Linked DNA regions of Astyanax mexicanus: region 2 is linked to region 1. The links are chromatin contacts, called in public Hi-C maps. All regions are on one chromosome and are shown on one strand. The core of a region is the stretch at or near the end of the contact, and the rest is flanking DNA. Distances in the headings are between cores, read along the strand shown. Region 1 holds the start of rasa3 (RAS p21 protein activator 3). Region 2 overlaps rasa3 (RAS p21 protein activator 3).

Region 1 (7,391 bases), core at 3,029-5,528:
AGTAGTCCAGTTAATGAAATGATTTTGATAAAGATCATGCTGTTTAAAACTGTATGTTGTTAACAACACACGTTTACAGCGAGAATCAAAATTATTGCACAACCACATACCAAGTGTTTTAACAAAAATTGACCATAAAATTGGACAATAAATTCAATTTCACCGTTATTTTAACAGTAACTCCTCTTTATTGGTACATTTTCAAACTGTTGTTATTACAAGTGTTAAAATACCTTACTGTAAAGCCATATACAATATCACTGTATTTTTTACGGTAAAAAATGGCAACCACAGCTGCCAATTTTTCACCGTAAATTTGACAAGAATTTTTTTTACAGTAGGCTTTTTACAATGTAATATCCTTTTTTTTTTACAAGAATATACTGTAAACAAAACGGTTTATGAATGTGAAATTTACTGTTGAAAAGAATTAAACTGTAATATCTTATACATTTACAACTGTTTATTTTACGGTGAAATACTGGCAGCTGTGGTTGCCAGAATTTTACCGTAAAATAAACGGTTGCCATGTAAAAGATATTACAGTATAATTCTTGGCAACCGTTTATTTTACGGTAAAATTCTGGCAACCACAGCTGCCAGTATTTTACCGTAAATTTTACGGTGTTTTTTTTTACAGTGTGGGAGGGGGGAGGAGTGTGGCGCATGGTATGAATGGTGCTGAAGTGGGGTGTGAAGTGTTGACTGGTGCCGCTCGTTTGAAAGCTTTGATGTTTGAACAATGCAGCTGCTTTAGATCTCGCAATTAATGCGATAATGCGCTAATTCACTGTGATGCATCTTCAAATCTCCACAATACACACTGTGATGATGCTCCATTGTAACAAGCCTGCCTCATGCTTACATTTGTCTCTGTTTGGTATCTGTTCCATTTGTTTAAAAGCAGTGATATTTTCAGTTTTATTTATTTAGAATATTTATATTCTTTGTATTATGGCTGCACATTGTACTATGTTTTGTTCTGCAGCACACAGCTCTGAAAAAATATCCACATCAGTTTCTGAATCAGTTTCTCAGATTTTGCTATTTACAGGTAAATGTTTGAGTAAAATGAACATTGTTGTTTTATTCTAAAAACTACGAAAAACGTTTCTCCCAAATTCCAAATAAAAATATTGTCATTTAGAGCAGTTATTTGCAGAAAATGAGAAATGGCTGAAAAAACTAAAAAGATGCAGAGCTTTCAGACCTCATATAATGCAAAGAAAACAAGTTTATATTAATAACAAACAAGCTAGTTCCTGCTTAACTGTTACAAAAGCACAAAAAACAGCAGGTACAGATCCCTCCCTCAGACAAAGTCTGCTGGCTAATCCTGCTGTGTACTGTCTGGGATTTTTAACCAGCAGACCAAAATGAAGTTTCTTCAACTAATCAAGTGGACAAGGCTCTGGTGGCGGTTGATGGGTGAGGTTCTGATGTCACAATAAGGACACCATCCAAACAGCTCATAGATACACGCCTGATAAAAAGTTTTTTTTAAGTGCTTGGAGTGTTGATATGGTTTATATGGTTACAGTTTATAAAATTAAAGAAACCCACTATTTTGTGGTCTTTTATTTTTTTCCAAAGCTGTATATAATTTAATGGCTAAGGAAAATTTAATGAAAGCCGTCTAGTTTTAGTTTTCAGTAACAATACTGAGTCACAAACAAAAACAATACAATATATTGCAATATTGATATTTTGTCCCACCTCTTTATGTTAAGACATTTAGTTCTAAAATAACTAAAGTTGTTGGGTTATTACCTTGGGAAATCATGTTGTATCAGTGCAGGTCTGCTGGCATTATCCTCCTGGATGTCACTCTTCTGTTATTGTGATGTAACTATAATTTGTCCTATGACTTCACAATGATAACTCAGACAGCTTACATTGATTCCATGTAATTACTGAATTATAATCCCCAGGAAATGATATCAGTCTTTTATCAGAGTTTTAAAATGCTAAGGTTAAGACATGACGCTTTGTGTCAACAAATACAAATCTCACTGTTCAAGTGGCCATGGGATGTTCACTACCAGTAGTGACACTTCCACCTATTTAAACATCCCATACATCTAGAAACCAAAGCAACAGCAAAAACACAAACACACACACACACACACACACACACGCATAGACGCACTGTTTTGATGCTGCAGGTCATGCACACAGTGAAACACGTGGCTTTGCAATGTGTGGTCTTGCGTTCTAGCATTCATCCAGAGTGCAAGCCTGTGTTGAAGCATTCACCACAACAATGTACCCCTACCTGCATAGCAAGCTAAGACCCTGTGGGTGGCTTGTGCACCGGGCTGTGCATGTCCTCGTTTTGCATGTACAAAATGTGAGGACATGCTTAGCGATCCCTGCCATATTTGTTAGGAATGTCTGTATCAAATCCAAGCTTGATAACAAAAAGACCCATTCAGACTGAGACTTAAATCCAGCTTTAATGCAATTAATAAGCACAGTACGTACAGTACTGTCCTGTAACTCATCTTCAGTGTTTACAATAAACACACAGACACTGCTATCTGCTATACTGTAAAGAGTGAACTAACACTTGATCAATCTTCCTTGGCCTTTTTCCTCACATACACTTTTATTTATTACATATTATTTTTAACAATATAAGAAAATATCAACATATATTGATGTACTGTTTTGTTTTGCAATTAGCTGTATTATCTTTTTGAAAAACATTATCACAGAATCAGTTTCTAAGTACTAGTTCTAATGCGAAGATTGGTGGTAGACATTGGTTTATTTCATGTTACGTTTAAAGCAGAACCACTAGATGGCAGTGTTCTAAATTATATTTAAACAATCCCATATACAGCTCTGGGATAAAAATAAGAGACTACTTAAAAATGATTAGTGTATTTAATCTTATCAAATTGAAAACCTCTGGAATATAATCAAGTGTGTAAGACTGGTGGAGGAGAACATGCCAAGATGCATGAAAGCTGTGATTAAAAACCAGGGTTCTCCCACCAAATTTTGATTTATAAACTCTTAAAACTTTATGAATATGAACTTGTTTTCTTTGCATTAGCTGAGGTCTGAAAGCTCTGATTATTAGTCATATAGTCGTTGACTAATCGACTAATCGCAAAAAATAAATGATCAGATTAGTCGAACACCAAAATAATCAATAGCTGCAGCACTATTATAGAATAAAATAACAATGTTCATTTTACTCAAACATAAACCTATAAATAGCAAAATCACAGAAACTGATTTAGAAACAGAAGTAGTCTCTTATAATTTTTTCCAGAGCTGTATATCTAGATGCCAAGAAAGGAACTGCTGTAGCATTAGTGCCCTTTTCATCAGTAATTCCAGTTAACAATCCTGTGTTTGATGATGATGATGATGATGGTGGTGGTGATGTAGCTGCTGCTGTGTGACAGTGTGAGCAGATCTATGGAGACAGACTATAGAGATTATGGAGACTCACGTGGGAAAGAAGGGAATCCATGAGGGAAAGGAAAAGCTCTGAAGAGGGAAAACAACCAGAATATGATAAAAGAACATGAAAAAACACTAATTTAAGAGTCAGAACCGGGCTCTAAACGGTTTAGACGAGCAGAGCTGGCTAACTAACTAGCTTACCTAACATCTGGACGCAGACAGAGAGCTATTTAGACCCGGGTTTAGCTTCATAACGCTGAATATACACAAACCCCCCGGTTAGGACTAGACTACTGCAGTGTGTGAGGAGAGTTCATGCTCTGGTTTAGTGTGTTATAAACAGAGCGTAGCTCGCTTATAACAGTGCAATAACACAAACACACAGAGACATGTGTCCTGAACGCGCCAGGCTGTGTGTGTGTGTGTATCCAGGGTATGAACTGGATTCATAACGGCGCCAAATCTGATTCAAACGACCGAACACGGAGCGCAGTTCAAATCAGAATCTGAAAGATCAAAAAAACATGCCGCACGCGCCACACACAACAGCAGCCGCGAGCCGCGCACGTTCCCAGAGCGCGCGCCTGCCTTACCTATTTTAATTTTGACGCTCTGAAAAACCCGCAGACCTTCCTCTTCCACCGCCATGCCTGCAGCCCCGCGGCTCTCTGTCCCTCTTAGGCTCCTCCGCCGTGTCTCCGCGGCTCCTCGCGGCGTATAGTCCCCGTCTGTTCCCGCAGAAGAAGAAGCAGCAGCGGCGGCAGTAGTTCCCTCAGCCCGGTCCTCTAACAGAGCACAGCGAAAATCACACTGCTCACACACACCGCTCACACTGATCACTGAACAGCGCCACTGTCAGACTCACCAGAGACTCGGATCTTTTACAGCGAGCGGATCCTTCCGCTCAGTGAATCATTTGAGCCGATTCACTTCTCCACTTACACTACACAGTCCATTGTTTTGGTGGGTAAACGCACTGTTTGTCACGTTCTCCTTTTTATAAACGCTTATATGAACGAAAACATTCAAATGTCTGGACACACCTTAAATTCACTGTGTGTTCTGTACTAGTGCATCTAAAAAATATATATAGAATATCATTAAAAAGTTGCTTTATTTCAGTAATTCAGTTACTAAAAATGTGAAACTCATATATTATTATATAGATGTATAACACAGAGAGTGATCTATTTTAAGCGTTTATTTCTTTTATTGTTGATGATTATCATAATAGCTTACAAACAATAAAAATTAAAAAATATATAAATAACAGTGTCTCAGAAAATTACAATATTATATAAGACCAATTGGTACCTTTGGCAGTGTGGGCAGTGTGCCAAGTCCTTCTGGAAAATGAAAAAAGTATAAAAACAGACTTGCATTCATTTTAACAGAAATAGCATGCAACATTTACATATCTATTTTGTAAGGTATATATTGTGAAATATCTTTAAATGTACTTGCCCAGCTTTATTTGAATTAATGCATAATGCATGTTAAATTGATTCAGGACCTCATGGCCCCAAACTATTATCTCATGGTCTCAAAATATTAATATTACAAATTATTATAATATGGCCTCTAATTATTGTCTTACGACCTCAAGATATTACTGTATTGCCTGAAATTATAACTGTATTGCCTCAAACTATACTTGTGTCCTGAAAACATATCTTGTGTCTTCAAAATACTGTCTTACGGCCTAATACTATTATCTTGTGGGCGCAACATATTATTTTATAGACTCAAAATAATATAATGTAGCCTTAAACTAGAAATTTATGGCCTCAAAATATTATCTGAAAGACTCAAAATATTATTCTATGTCCTTAAATTATTATCATATACCCTTAGATTATTATCTTGTGGCCTTAAAATATAAGTATAATCCCATGGCTTTTAAATATTATCTTAAAGACACAAAATATTATAGTGTGGCCTCAAATTATTATCATACAGCCTCAAAATTTTAGTGTATTGCCTTAAATTATAACTGTATGGCCTCAAACTATTCTTATGTCCTAAGAAAATAGCTTGTGTCTTCAAAATATTATATTGTGGCCTCAAACTATTATTTTAAAGTGTCAAAATACTATTGTATGGCCACAGATTATCACACACCCTCAAATTAAATCTTGTGGCCTCAAAATATCATTGTAAGTCCCCAACTAATAGTTTTATGGTTTTAGACCATCATATTAAAAACTCAAAATATCGTATGGCCTCAAAATATTATCTTAAAGACTGAAAATATTATTTTATGGCCTCAAACTATTATCTTAGGACATTCAAGTATTATCCTAAAGACTCAAAATACTCGTATGACGTCAGATTATCATATGCCCTCAAATTATTATTTTATGGCCTCAAAATATTATTGTAAGGCAGTAAAAGTATATTTTATGTCCTTAAACTATTATATTAAAGACTTAAAACATCTAATGGTTTCAAAATATTATCTTATGGCCTGAAAAAAATATGCTTAAAGACTCAAAATATTATTGTATGGCATCAGATTATCATATGCCCTCACATTATTGTCTTGTGGCCTCAAAATATTATTGTAAGACCTCAAAGTATTATTTTATGTATTATTATATCTTATTGGCTCAAAATATTATCTTATGGCCTCCGAATCTGATCTTGTCACCTCAATATTAGGCAGTACAATAATTAACTTTTTTGAATAAATCGCTTATTTGGCCGTTTGTTTGTGGCTTTTATATTGTATATATTAATATCGGAATTATATTGTATATACCGAAATAAAGTTGTTTTGATCATTTCATCCAGCCCTGCTCACTGTATATTTTTCAGCCACTAGAAACTTGTTCATTAACATAGCTTGGTTATGACCTCGACATATAATCCTGTGTACCACTATCTCCCCTTCAGGCCAAGTACCCCTCGCTGCAGAACCACAAGTCCAGGGGGTGGGGCTGGATCTGATCCAACTCTTCCTACGTCGTGTTTTCATTGGTCTGAAGCAGATCGGACTCTTCCCCATCCGGTTTTACTCACTCGCCTTTCGGAGTCAAGTAAACAATCACGAACGTGAAAGTAAGTTCATAATAGACACATTTTCATTTTGCTAATACTATTAATTAGTTTCGTTGGGTGATTTTAGGAAATGTACAACATTTTATTATGTTTGTAATCACAGACATGTTCCTTCTTTTAAATCTGTATTGTGTGATTTAAATGTGCTACGTAGCAAATAACATTTTGATCTATAAACTAGGGGTGTCACGATCTCGATATTTTATCGAAATCGAATCGAAATGAGGTCACGATCTCGAGTATCGAAGTCAAAAAGAGGATCGACGATCCCTCCCGCGCGCGCTACGCAAATAGCGCAGCGCGCTACGCAAATGGCGCGGCACCAACACAGCGCATCCTATTCATTTAAATAGAGAGCCGCTGCATGAGCGCAGTCGGCGGGAGTGTGATCACTGTTTTTTATCTGTCCAACGGGGGAGGGGGGGAGGGGGTTGGGCGCGCAGGTTTTGTATCTGTATCTAACGGAGGGGTGGGTGCGCGCAGGTGAGAGCGTGTGAACTCGCTGAAATGCGTGTGTCAGTGTGACTTGAGAACACTGACTATAGATCACAGTGAGGTGGATTAAAAATCTTAAACTTATAATTGACTACACCTGTTGCTTTCCATTGAATTAAAAAAACATCTTTCTCTCAGATAAAGTAAACACAAGCGTGTTTCTGACTAAAATAAAAGCTTTTCAGGAGAGATATAAGTTATGTGTAAATATTTATAAGACAATACCCACATCACTTATCTAACCAGCCTGTACTGATTTCTGCCCCCCAATAATGCTTTCAATAACCTCTTGTAACCCCTGGGAGCCAGGGGTTACACTCTAATAGCCTTTAATAGTCTTCGGTAGCCTTTAAAAGACTTACCTGGCGGCCGTGGTGTGTCCACTAAACTCCGTAGTTATAAACATCCTGAGGTTA
Region 2 (7,391 bases), core at 2,703-5,202, 64 kb before region 1:
ATTCTTGATTTTTGCCCTGCCCTCTCTATTGTTTATTTTTTTGCTGAACCTTTTTGTATTTTTGACTACTGTCTTGCCCTCTTTCTGCTGGATTTTCTGTGTATATGACCCTGTTTTTGCCTGACTACACTTTGGTATGTTGTTTATATTTGCTGCTTCATTGTTGCTGCCCCTGCCTGCCCCTAACTACTCTTGTAAGCCTAGCCTCTGTGTGAGCGGTATCTGCAAGTGTCTGTCGTGTGTAAATATTGTATATCACAATCAAGAAAACTACTTATACAGACTAAAAGATAGTCTAAATTATTTAGATGAAAAAAATATTAAAACCTTTTTTTCTAGATCATAATAGAATGCAAACCCTATGTAATATTCTTCACCTTATAAAAACATTAACAGGGTTAAAGCTAACTACATTAACCCTGCTGTTAATACTGCACATAAAAAAACAGTAATCTATTTATATCTCTGTTATTCTATACTCTAAGTCTCCTCCCTTTTATTGTTTAAGCTCTGCCTGAATCACTTATTTATTTAAATTCAGACCCGGTGTTTGTTTTTACTGCTCTCCGTGCTCTGCTCTGCTCCGGCCGTGCCCTTGGCTGGCGCTGAGGCTTATCTTAGGTACGGTGGAACTGGTCGAGCCAGACAGGCACATTCGGCCAAAGGATTAAGGGAGGAAGAAAGAGCGGTCTGGCCCTGATCGCTTTAGGAAGCGTATGGATGTATGAACACGCACAGAAGCCGCTGAGCAGAACACCACACACCTGTTCAGTCAGCAAAAAAAGAACCTTTACCAAAATATGAGCAGAGCTGAACAGAGTTCCCACTGCACTGCACATTTCAGGGTTCTCCCTTCTCTACTACATCTATTCTAACCCCTTTAACAAGCACACCTATCAACTACACAATCAAAAATCACAAGAAAACTTAATAAAAATCACTATTATCAATTTTATTCTAAATGTGTATCATCAGCTGAGAAACTCACTAAGCACAAAGAGCACAAAACTATACAAATGTAAAATACTATTTGTAAAAATCAAGTGCTTATGGCTTATGTACAGTTGTGTTAAAAAGATAATTTTGTAAAGTTATATATATATATACAGCTCTGAGAATAATTAAGAGAGCACTTCAGTTTCTGAATCAGTTTCTCTGATTTAGCATTTTATAGGTATATATTTGAGTAAAATGAACATTGTTGTTTTTTTCTATAAACTACAGACAACATTTCTCCCAAATTTCAAATACAAATATTGTCATTTAGAGCATTTATTTGCAGAAAGTGAGAAATGGCTGAAATAACAAAAAAGATGCAGATCTTTCAGATCTCAAATAATGCAAAGAAAACATATTCATATTCATAAAGTTTTAAGAGTTCAGAAATCAGTATTTGGTGGAATAACCCTGGTGTTTAATCACAGTTTTCATGCATCGTGGCGTGTCCTCCACCAGTCTTACACACTGCTTTTGGATAGCTATACGACACTCCTGGTGCAAAAAATCAAGCAATTCAGCTTGGTTTGATGGCTTGTGATCATCCATCTTCCTCTTGATTATATTCCAGAGGTTTTCAATTTGGTAAAATCAAAGAATCCCATACTTTTTTAATGATCTCTAACCAGACTAGAAAGCTAGTAAGGTGGTTGCCAGATGGATGAGATGGTTGCTATGTGGCTGCTATGGTGTTACAGGATTGCTAGTTGTTATCCCAAGTGATTGCTATGAGGTTGCATGGCTGTTGCTTGCTAGATGGTTGATATGGAACCCCAGGTGGTTGCTATGAGGTTGTTAGGTAGTTTCTATAGTTCTGGAAAGTGGTTGCTGAGGTGTTCCATGTTTCAGCTCAAGTGGTTGCTATTGTAGTACAGTATTTCAGGAGGTTGCTATAATGGTTTATATGGTTTCATAAGTGATTTGCCAGAGTGTTGTAAAGTGGTTGTTGTGCAACTTCATGTGGTTAGACCGTAAAAGGTCTGTCGCTATATAGAGAGAGTAGAGCTAAATTTAAACCTAAAAGTGAATGTTACAATAGGCCTTGCTTTAACGGATATGATCTATCAAAGCTGAAAATTTATATATATTTTTAGAAGGAGGCTCATGAGCTCATGGGTTGAGTCAGGTATGTAAACGTTGGGGAAACACGGAAATGTGCAATGAGCTGCTGAAGGAAAAGGGGGTGGAAAACACTGATGTGAGGCACGTTTGCCCCGAGACAATGTCACAATTGTTGTTAAAAGCAATGTTTCTACACCTATTTATGTGCCTGGCAGTGGCTGGCCCTCAACAAGTGTAGACAGGAAACACGGCCAATATTCACATCTCAGTCAGCTGCTATTTATAGCTTGGAGTTAAGTGGCTAGGACAGTAGACCTCACAAAAACACTTCATGTCTTTAATCATGGATGTAAAGAAACAAAAAAAGTAGCGCAGAAATGCTCCAGTTTTACCGATTCAGTTCCGATTGAGGTAAAACGAATGAAACTTTATGTGAATGTATTGATTATATACTGTATGTAAGCGATTATAATTTTATTTATTGGGGAATCGCAATAATACACTCGAGAGTCATCTTGACTGGGACATCTTTGCTGTTTGTGGGCGAGCAGTATGCTTAAAAACCCTCCAACGTGGCTGAATTAGATCAATTCTGGAAAGAAGAGTGGAGCCAAAATTTCTCCACAGAGATGTGAAAGATTCATTGTCAGTTACCGATAAACTGGAGTTGTTGCTGCCAAGTTATTAGATTTAGGGGCAAACACTTTTTTTCACTGGGATAAATTGGTTTGGATAGTTTTTTCTTTTTAAAAAAAGTGCTTTTTGTATTTACTCAGGTTATCTTTGTCTGATATTAAAGCTATTAAAGTTTAATAATTGGAAAAATATCAGTATGACAAAAAATCAAAAACAAAAGAAATCTGTAAACGGGCAAATACTTGTTCATGCCACTGTATATCTAGGCTGATGAGTGTGGATGTCTGAAAGAGATGTGTGTTCAGTGTGTTCAGGTACAATTCTGGCGTATTGCTATCTTGGCAACAGAGGTGCGTCACTCACTGATTAAAACCCTGACAACAGTCACCAGTCAGACACCCATTCCTATCATAGCTTCGCAGGTGCCAAAGTCAGAGTGCACTTGGCTCTTAAAGGAAATGGTAAGAGACATGCTGATTGGTTTATTTCCTGTTACGCCCAAAACACACCCGTGATTAATGAAGAGAATTAGTACATACCTCTTGCGCATTGTGAGCTGCACACAGCATAAATTTTTGTGTTCTTTTGATAGCAAAGACACACGCACGGTTGACGCCTTGCCTATAGGTCATTAAAATAGAGCCTCCTGTGTCCAATCAGTTCACACCTGTAATCCACCTAATTCATGCTTAATTCAAATTTTGCAGGAGTTCAAAGTGTATTTTTGAGTTTTTTTGTGTCACCAAAGTTACATAGTGCAGGTAGCAGCACGCCACGCCTATAGTAGACACAAATACAAACAGTATGGGAGCATCACAATGATTTTGAAGAATTAGTTTACGGTAAAATACTACATATTGTTGCTTGAAACAAATTAATAAGTGGATCACTGGCAAGATGCTTATTTCGATACTGTGTGTCCAGAGTGTGTGTGAGGCGAGTTGAAGCATGTCCTGTGTGTGGGGGAAAGACTCTGACTCTGTGGAGGAAGAGATCAACAGTGAATGAATTGTACGCCTCAGATTGTCAGAATCAATCACTCTGTTGTCTTCTCTCATTCGCTGGCCTGTGTGTGTTTGCGTGCCAGTGTCAGGGGGGCTATTAGCGGGTTCTGTCCAAAACAGACATACATCAGGGTGGAGCAGAGAGCTGTGGACGGAAAGGCGTGCAGACAGAGAGAGAGAGACAGAGAGAGAGACAGAGAGAGGGGGAGAGAGAGTGGTCAGTTTGTCCGTGGCGAGATGCTATCGCCTCCGCTGGCTCGCGTAGCGCACGCGGCACTCCCTCGAGAGCTCACTACATCAACAGCCCTGCTGTGGTTTCTCAGAAAGGAACGCTTCACCAAGCAAGAGCGAGCACAGGGGTGTGGATACGTTCTGTTTCTCCTTTCCCCTCGTTCTTGCTCTTTCGTTCTCTTTGTTTTCCTTTCTGCGGTAAACCACCACTTATCACTTCTCACTATCTGTGGGTCTAATGGTGGAGGGCGGTATTGAGAGTCAGGTTAGAACAACCGAGGTCGTCACTGAAACTCAGTAAAACATAGATTGATGTAAAGTATTGAAAATTGTAAAACTTTTAATATTGTGTTTTTGAATGTAAAAATAAATATTTGTAAGATCTGGGTTGTATGACCAAAAATTTATATTTTTCAAGATTGTGACAGTTTCACAGTATATCACTGTATTTTTATTATTATTATTATTTATATATTTTTAAATGACTGGGCTTTACTATAGGTTTGTTTCATACTCTACTGTTAGGAGTGTATATAAAATAAAACACCAAGGCCTTAAATTTCTTTGGTTTCTATCGGATTTACTTTGTCCCACAAAATGACACAATATATAAAGAAATAAGACTTTATTAACAGAAAAACGGCTAAAGAATGTAAACAATAGACCTTAGATAGAGATACACCAGCAACCATAACACGGCTTCCTTTACAAAACTAAATATTTAAATAGTTCCATAAACACTAACATTTTAAAAACTACTTAATGTTTAAGAATTCAAAATGCTAAATATTTAAAAGGGACCTCCTTTCTGAGTAAGCAACCGCTGTTTGCTGTTGTTTTTTTTATTTTTCTCTGATAAAAACACTCATACAGAAGGAATTGCAGCAGGAGCTCCTTAGATAAAGTACTGTTCTCATTTCTTTAAAGACAGCACAGGCCTAGACGAGCGTTTGACTTCACAGAGTTGAGCTTCCAGGGTGTTAGCTTGTTATGCTAACTGGCTAGCATTAGCTAGCGAGCTATGCCAGTATGCTTCTTTAGTGGTGCTGTTCTGCACAGCGCTCCGCAGCACCTCTAGTGGTATGGTGGTTTGTGAAAAAAGCATACTGGTTCATTTCTCCTCCGGTATACCAGATGAACCGGTATTCTGCCCAGTATTAATATAATATTTTCCCAATAGGATTTTATTTATATTTAAATATGATTATTCTTTGTAAACTATGTTCAAGTACCACTTGAATAAAAAAAGTCAACTTCATTAAAATAGAAAGATATGCAAAGGAAGAAGGAAAGATTGCTGAATCCTATTCTCTCTGTACAAAATATTCAGATTACTCCTCATAATGTGTCGTAGAGGCATGTTTAGCAGTCACAGATCTTTCACCAAGAGGTACACTACCCAAAAGTAGCCTTTGAGACCCTTCTTAATTTGAGAATAATTTGTATACCCTCTTGTTTATAAGACCCAGTTTCTTATTGTTTCATACCTGTAATCTTTGACATATTTGCCTGACTAGATTCATGCTCAGTTTTGCAGAAGTTCGGAGTATAATTTTGCGATTTTTTGCTTCATCAAAGTTACATAGAGCAGTTAGCAGCATGCAGGGGAATTATGGCCTACAGGAAAGGAAACTTGGCAAACGTATGCTTCAAAAAAGAGACAGCAACGCAGAGAAGAAAGTAGCGTTATTGTAGCGAAACTGTTATTCATAAGCTTTTATCCATATTTAAGCATAAATAAAAAGTAGTCTACATTCTGAACTTGAAAGAAGCGATGACATTGCTAAATAAGACTAAATAAGAATCAAGCAAAATCCTGGATTTTAATATTAGCAATATTTTTGTGGAGATTTGAATGTCATTTTTTTAGTGTACCACCCAAACTCAATTTATTCTGCTGCCTCGTAAACAAAGCAGTTTCTCACAGTCTGAGTTGTGCATGGCATGTAAATGATGTCTTGTCTGTTTAAGGGAGGAAATGAGGGTGTGGACGCTCTTCAAGTGGAAAACCACAAACTGCTAAAAGTTGAATCTGTGATTCAAAATGAAACAGAAGAAAAGCTTTCTGACAAATTTCTGAAATATCGATGAGCACAAGATTAAACACGGGGCTAACAGAACACATAACAGGGTTGTTATATCATACAGATTCACAAGAAAGCATGTGGGGTAGTTTTAAAAAGTTTTTTCACACAAACAAAATAACACTAATAGGCTACTAAGAAAGTTCCTTAATGCACCTTAAGATGTTCCTTAAAGCTCACCTTCCGCGAAAATCCGATTTTTCTTGTTTTTTGTGGAATACAGTAGGTCTCTCCGAGTTGAATGTGTACACCTGCACTTTAAACTGTTTTGCAGCCCCCATTGTCTGCAGGAGCTAAGCAAAGAAATCCCCCCTCCCCCCCTCCGAAAAACGGGTGAATTTTGAATTATCTTTCTGCCTACGTAGGCAGAAACTCACAGACCAGCCCACCTTGGCTCGAGAAACTCCCAGAGGCGGAGCTGAAGCGACGCAACATCACCGCTCATCAGTTAGGAGGTGGGAGGCAGTGAGCGGCAGAGCGGTGGAGGGGCGTCGCAGTGCTCCTAGCCAATCAGAGGAGAGATATTTGCATGCTGTTTGCATGTATGAATATTCATGAGCAAAGCTGGAATCCGGTCATTTTGGACACACCCCTAAAACAGTCCATTAAAAAAGAGCTATACAGAGACACCTGAGCACTTTTTTTTTACAAAAACGGCTCACATGTCATTCATTCATACTAGAGACCACAACTAGACATTTTAAAATGAAAGAAAAAACGACGGAAGGTGACCTTTAACAATTTCAAATGTATGAACCTGTAAAAGGAATGTATAATTTTAATATTGTAGAGTAATGTTTAGCCCAACTGTATAGTTATTAAGTCATAGTTAAGTACACTATACTTTGTGCACTGCATTTTGTTTTTTTTTCTATAAAGGATATTCTGCATTTGTCATCTATACTTTACTGGAGTAATTCTTTTTCAGATGACTTTTTACTTCTACTCCAGACACTGAAGGAATCTAAATTATGAGGGAACACATATGCAAAAACTGTTAAACAAGCCAAAATATGTTTTATACTTTCAATTCAAAAGTAGCAATTTTGTTTTGATGCCAGCTTTGCTCACTTTATGCATTATTCTATCAGTCGGCTTTATGAGGTAGAACATGGAATGGTTCTTCACCTCTCCTAAAAGAGTTTTAGATGTGCTGAGCTCCTCTTAACTGCTTTAGCAGCATTAGCATTAGCCGCTAAAAGTGCTAAGAGCTAGCTCTTTCAACCTTCAGACGGTAGCATATCGGACTGTGTTAACCGTGCTAATACAAGCTTCGTGAGATGAACTGTTAGCTAATATCACCCTGGCTTACCGGAACAATTAGGGTTCCTCAATGTAGCGCTGTTAGGCAGTGGCTAGCACTAGCGATAAGCTGCTA

Evidence for each region. Hi-C and Micro-C count contacts between places; a contact is called where the count stands out from the background.
Region 2: a contact with region 1 is called in a Hi-C map of muscle, with 11 times the contacts expected there. The contact joins the enhancer-like site here to the promoter of rasa3 in region 1. A contact is called at or near these places in 2 of 3 Hi-C or Micro-C datasets (both in muscle).

Annotation. Positions count from the first base shown.
Region 1 is chr21:18,824,262-18,831,652 of AstMex3_surface, reverse strand. rasa3 (RAS p21 protein activator 3) reads right to left here and starts at 4,278. Exons shown (of 25, transcript XM_022674866.2): 1 at 4,014-4,278. The coding sequence starts at 4,068.
Region 2 is chr21:18,888,327-18,895,717 of AstMex3_surface, reverse strand. All of the region lies in intron 7 of rasa3 (RAS p21 protein activator 3), which reads right to left. Among protein-coding and RNA genes, the nearest start is that of pros1, 34 kb to the left of the region's middle. Within about 2 kb of position 3,952, the one cell type or tissue checked has an H3K27ac peak away from gene starts, as active enhancers do.